Regions from separate parts of the Mus musculus genome. Here region 1 is linked to region 2. A link is a contact called in public HiChIP or PLAC-seq data. All regions are on one chromosome and are shown on one strand. The core of a region is the stretch at or near the end of the contact, and the rest is flanking DNA. Distances in the headings are between cores, read along the strand shown. Region 1 holds the start of Dusp19 (dual specificity phosphatase 19). Region 2 has its middle 35 kb from the start of Gm13752.

Region 1 (2,931 bases), core at 31-2,530, 260 kb before region 2:
TAATGTAAGTCCAGCCTTAAACAACATAGTACTATGATGGTGTGCAAGAGTCAGTCAGACTTAGACCTAATCCCCTTGGACATCTCTGCTATTTACTGAATCTATTGCCTGTGCAAATTACTTAACCAATATTAATGCCAATTCCTGTTTGTAATATAAAGATAATCCCTATTTGAAGATCTTTAAAACAATTATATGCTGTGTATAGTTCATATTGTGGGTGTGTCTAACTCCTGGTTCTGTGTCCAAGTGTTAATTTCTCATTCATAAATGCACACCAATGCAGACTTATGGAACAGGCTGGTTTCTACAGAACACCATCCCAGATCAACAAGGTAACAAGTGAGTTCTCTTACAAGCTTGTTTCTTTTGTTATCTGTGGGCGATGCTTGTATACGAACTCAGTATTTCCATAGCACAAGAAATAAGACCATCGGGTTCATAGCTATGAAGCAGAAGCCCTGTGTTTAACACCCAAAGACAGGCACCACGAGCAGATGCAGCCACAGGAAGGACGTGTGCCCTCAACATCCCTTCAACAGCCAAGGAGCCACTTGCTTTTTGCATTTTTTTTAAAGGATATAGTCTTTTCTATAATACAAGAAAATACAACATCCCATTATCTTTTAAAGAAAGTTAGAAAAACAGAGGAACATTTCTTCTAAAACTCAATCATCAGGTGTCAAAGTGCTACTATGTTTTCAGAAGAAGGTTGTGCGGGCAGACACGTCCCTATTTTGTTCCTAACCTAAAAAAGTAAACATTTCAACTGTACATCAGGATAGCTGATATTATTGTGCATAGGGAATTAGTGTGCATAGGGGAAGCTGATGGCAAAGGAACCCAGCCTAGGACTCCACAAGGAAGTGGCGAGTCAGTCTACTCACCCAGAAGCAACCAGGGCTTAATAACGCCAACTTGCAGGTCCAAGGTAAGGTCCTGCACATAGCCACAACCACCCCCACCGCTGGGCTCTGTCTCCACAACATGAACTGTGGCATCTTCCCAGGTTTCTATAAGTTTCTTTCCAGTTAGCGTGGTCACCCTGGTGCACTGCTTCCTGAGATTATCCCGGGAGAATGCTTTGATTTCTTGGTTCAGGGAGTGCATTACATGAGCGGAGAAGGAAAAGCAGCAAGCTCAAGAAAAAAGAAATAAAAAACAAAACAAAAAAGGCACTGCACTGCTAGTCAGTCACTAGCCACTTACTGGAGCTGGCCCCTGCAGTGACAACCTCACCCCTTCCAGAGAAGAGCACAGCCCAGGCCTGCTTCCCGAGCACCGTTGTAAGGTGAGAGCTGATTGGCTGCTAAGAAACGGGCGCCGATTGGATGCCGTTTCTCATCTGACGGAAGTTGGGGGTCTTCCGGATCTATTCAGATGCTTTTTTATCTGGGCGTGTCTTCCTTCACTCTTGGTTTTTTAATCTTAGCTTAGTTTTGGACCCGGGGAGCGGGAGTGGGGGTGGGGGAATATTCATTGCTAAGACTCATTTGGAGAGAGCTGATGTCTCGTTTTTTCTGGAAGTGTTAGACTGGTTACGGAGATGACAGCAGCTGACCTCACGGCCTTTTCCCACCCCAGTGTGAGTCTCCTGTGGCTCACTCACAAAAGCCTAAGGCCCCAGGGGCTGCCCCTCGTTTCCTCTGCCTTCACTTTTTTCTCTGCCGTTAGTTCTAGAAGAAACATTGACTAGATAGAACCACTGAGTCTGCTAGTGAGGCTCCAACTGAATAGAATCTACATTAAAAAGTTGTTTTAAGTATATGTTTCTACAGACTAGCAAGGGTTAAAATATATGTGTATTCCTTCTTTTCAACGCCTTATACAGAGTAAATGGTAATAAGTCTATACGTAGTTGGGAAAAGCATAAACATTTACCAAACAGATGAATAGAATGACGATTCTGCTTACAAAAGACGATTGCTTTTTGCAAACGGGGACTGCAAGATTTCAACTGAAATTTTCCTTATTAACCCTTAATAAAATGGAATTTTAAGATCATTTAAGTACAGTGCATAACGTTAAGATTTAGAAAAATGTATTCTTCAGCACTGCATACAAACATTTTGTTGCTTTCGAAACAAAGTTTATGGGCTGAATTTTTGTGCCCCTTCAAAATGAGTTGGAATTATGAGTCCAAGTGTTCAAATATTTGGAGCGAGGACCTCTGGGAAATAATTAGTATTATATTAAGACATACGACAAGGTTAATGGCTTCATGAAAACTGTACTAGATGAAGCAAGATTAAGGAAGGATGTTGGGAGAAGTGGGTGTCAAGGAAGAGGAACAAACACACCAGGAGCCTTGCTTAGGCCAGCACCTTGATTTTGGACTTCTAGGCCTCCAAACCACAAGAAGTAAATTTTTCTTGCTTAAGCTACACAGTTTGTAGTTTTTGTTATGGACACCTGAGATATGAGCCAAAGTTTTTCTCCTTCAAATGGAGTTATCTGCCCACAATATCTACTGGGGATTCCAAAGTGAACTGTAAATTGTTTGCTTCATTTAGTTGACCACAGGCTCCTCAGAAACAGCTCTAACTATAAATCAATCCATGTATCTAACAATGAGCACTTAACTATATACCCAGCACTCTACTAACAAATTTCACATACTTAATGATATGCACTCGGCATATAACAATACTTTAGACATTATGTCATTTTACTTTACCACAAACTATATATATAGTTTACAACTGGAGAAACATGGTTTCTTTACTATGGAATGCTGCACTGCCCTCAAAATTACAGTAACTGTATTAACAAATATTAATTGAACTGGGTGCTGCATGGATTAAATACAGTAATAATTAACTCTGATTAATGCTGATTAATAATTAATAATGTATCAGCATCACATTAAAAAGAGAAATAAGCTGGGCAGTGGTGGCACACATCTTTAATCCCTGCAGTGAGAAGACAGAG
Region 2 (3,132 bases), core at 34-2,533:
AATATTTCAAAGTGGTGCATCAATCCCTATCTGACTCATTGTGATGATCTGTATATGCTCGGCTCAGGAAGTGGCACTATTAAAAGGTGTGGCCCTGTTGGAGTAGGTGTGCCATGTGGGCGTGGGCTTTAAGACCCTCATCGTAGCTGCCTGGAAGCCAATATTCTTCTAGCAGCTTTCAGATAAAGATGTAGAACTCTCAACTCCTCCTGACCATACCTGCTGGGTGATGCCATGCTCCTGCCTTGATGATAATGGACTGAACCTCTGAACCTGTAAGCCAGCCCCAATTAAATGTTGTCCTTATAAGAGTTGTCTTGGTCATGCTGTCTGTTCACAGCAATAAAACCTGAACTAAGACACTCGCCCATAACCATTTTTGTTTCCTTTGTATTCTATTTTGAAGCAAGTCTTGGACATTGTTATCATAAAAAAAAATCAACCTACTGAAAAACAAGATACCCTTATCAAATATCCATTACAATTTTGTTTCTTCCCCTCCTGCCCCTGCCACCTCCCACTTTTTTTGAGGGGTGGGGTAGGGTGGAGGGTAGGTCTATCCCAGGGCCTTGTGCCTGCTCAGGTGGCTCACGCCTTTAATCCCAGCACTTGGGAGGCAGAGGCAGGCGGTTTTCTGAGTTCGAGGCCAGGCTGGTCTACAGAGTGAGTTCCAGGACAGCCAGGGCTACACAGAGAAACCCTGTCTCGAAAAACCAAAAGAACAAAACAAAACAACAACAACAAAACAAAAAATCTACGACTGAGCTATATCTGCAGCCCAGTTCTCTGTATGTGTGTGTGTGTGTGTGTGTGTGTGCGAACCAGACCCAAGAAGTATACATAGTATATTTGGATGATATGATAAAAAATCCTTTCATTTCATAAATTTTTTTTCCATTTTGGTTTTTGTCTGCACATTAAAAAAAAAAACATGTATTTTATTTATACGACTAGCTGATGAAGTTGGCAGAACATTTTTTTTCCTGCTATACATTTTTTCTACTTAGTAAATTAAGTCGTCATGGTACAGACAGTTAAAGTAAGCAAAATTAGCAAACACACTAAGGAACTGGGTCACAAGACAGGAACTTCATTTTTAGAGCAACAGTCCTTCATAACTGAGAATGAGATTGTCATGAGTTTAAAAGAACATTAGGAAGCACAGAAAATTCTGAGAATTTTGAAAAAAAAGCATCAGTACAATTTGATGACTGTTGTAAATCTTGGGAAGTGACAGATGTTAATGTGGTTGCGCTCTTCGTCAATGGGAGTCTGCTTTGCTTCATGGCATGGACAGAGTGTAGCACGCTACAGTAGCTGTGTGCCTGTGTGCTGTTACATGTTAGTCATGTTACAGCAGATCACAAACGTCAGCTTGTTTACAATTTCACAGTCAACACTTGATATTCAGGGTCCTTTTAGCTAGAAAACAATGCAAACGAGGGGCCTGACTCCACAGAACTGCCTGAAGTAGAAAAGACTATCCCCCCCCCCCCCCCATAGGTGGAATGAAGTCTCTTCTTGTTTTTCACTGCCACCTACTGGAGCCTGATGTTTCTAATAAAAACCCACAGGGAAGCCTGTTAGAGGAAGGAAAAAGGTTAGGAAAATGGAGAAAGTGTTTTTCAAAGGAGTAGGTGTGGCTTCATAGGCAAAGATACATTCGATTTTCTAATAAACATCGTAAAAACACCGATCACAATACTGTTAGGCATTGTGAGGGGGGTACTAATTAAACAGCAACCATCACTGATATACATTTTTTTTTTGGTGGCATTTGCACTTTTCTGGGCATGGCAATTATATATGTGGTATACAGTGCTCCATTCTCCTGTCCAAGCAGTAAGCTTTCCTGTGTGTCGGTTTCCTGCCCTTTAGTCCACCGAAGTGTATTGCAGACTTAAAAAAAGACTATTTACTTTGTGTTTGTATTTGTGTGTGGGCATGCACGTGCCATGGCACACACAGGGAGGCCAGAAGTCACCATAAGGGAGTCAGTTCTTTCCTTCTACCACGTGGGTCCTGGGGATTGAACTCAGGTTGTGGGGGTAGGGATGGGGAGCTGGGGGTGGGGGATAGGTTCAAAGCAGGTGCCTTTAACTCCTCAAAACCACCACACCTGCTCTCATTTAGGGCACTTTATCCACATCACTGCCAAGGAACCAAAAGAAACACTATTTGACCGGCCGTTCTTTTTTACTTCTCTTGGTCTCCCTCCCTTTGGTTTGCGGTGGCACAGTGGCCACTTCTGCTGCTTCTTCTCTTTGGTTTGCGGTGGCACAGTGGCCACTTCTGCTCTTCTAGAGGCCTTACTTTTCACAAGAAAGAAAGACGTGGTATTTCTTTGTGCCTGGCTTACTTCACTTAGTAGAGTGAACTCCACTTCTCCGCGTGTTGCTTTCAACAGCCGAATGATGTTCTGTCAAGTGCCATGATGCTTATATTCCTTGGTGATGACAGCCACTAAAACAGGTAGACGCTATGTGCCACTGTGATCTCTGGTTTTGGGTTGCATTTCAGTAGTGAGGCTGAGCAGTTCTTACTGTTGACTACACAGACAGGTCATATTTTCATCCTGCTTTGAATTTTTCTTTACAATCTGGACATTAGTGAAATACTTCACAGATAAAGCTTGCACTTCCATATGCTATACTGTTTTCTCTCAATTATTTCCTTTGCTATACAGCTTTTTAGTAGAATATAGTTTCATCTATTTGTGCCCATGCCTTTGGTGTCTTTATTTAAAAAGTCATTGCTATACTACTATCTTGAAGTGTTCCCTCTATATTTCCTGATAGTAATTACAAAATCTGAGGCTACTTCTGCATGTGTATTCAGTTTTGCTAGGACATAATGGAGACATTCTTCTCTCCACTGTATGCTCTCAGAGTCTTGGTGAAAACCAGTTGTCCATATGAGTAGTTTAATTTCAGGGACCTCTCTTCCAATGACCTGACAGTTTTTAACGTTGGCAGAATGCTGTTCTCGTTACTGTGACTTAATAGTATATTTTGAAGTCTGGTTTTGTCGTATTTTCCAGTTTCTTCTCTCACCAAGTCACTCTGGTTATTCTGGGTTTTTTACCCCCCTTCTCAGTGTGACATGTATTTTAGGGGTTTTACTTCTATTTTT

Evidence for each region. HiChIP or PLAC-seq counts read pairs in DNA pulled down with a chosen protein or histone mark.
Region 1: an H3K4me3 HiChIP or PLAC-seq map of bone marrow-derived macrophages shows a contact between it and region 2, with 5 times the contacts expected there. The contact joins the promoter of Dusp19 here to the enhancer-like site in region 2. A contact is called at or near these places in 5 of 39 promoter capture datasets (hematopoietic stem and progenitor cells, hippocampal neurons, liver and 1 more), 3 of 115 datasets of contacts at active chromatin or transcription factors (bone marrow-derived macrophages, embryonic stem cells and stem cell-derived neural progenitor cells) and 3 of 9 other capture datasets (adipose tissue, liver and pancreatic islet).

The regions. Positions count from the first base shown.
Region 1 is chr2:80,615,563-80,618,493 of GRCm38.p6, reverse strand. Dusp19 (dual specificity phosphatase 19) reads right to left here and starts at 1,280. Exons shown (of 4, transcript NM_024438.4): 1 at 888-1,280. The coding sequence starts at 1,110.
Region 2 is chr2:80,355,247-80,358,378 of GRCm38.p6, reverse strand. No RefSeq gene overlaps it. Among named protein-coding and RNA genes, the nearest start is that of Gm13752, 35 kb to the left of the region's middle. Within about 2 kb of position 1,283, at least 5 of the 459 cell types and tissues checked have an H3K27ac peak or open chromatin away from gene starts, as enhancers often do. A contact at or near this core is called in bone marrow-derived macrophages, where this site is marked.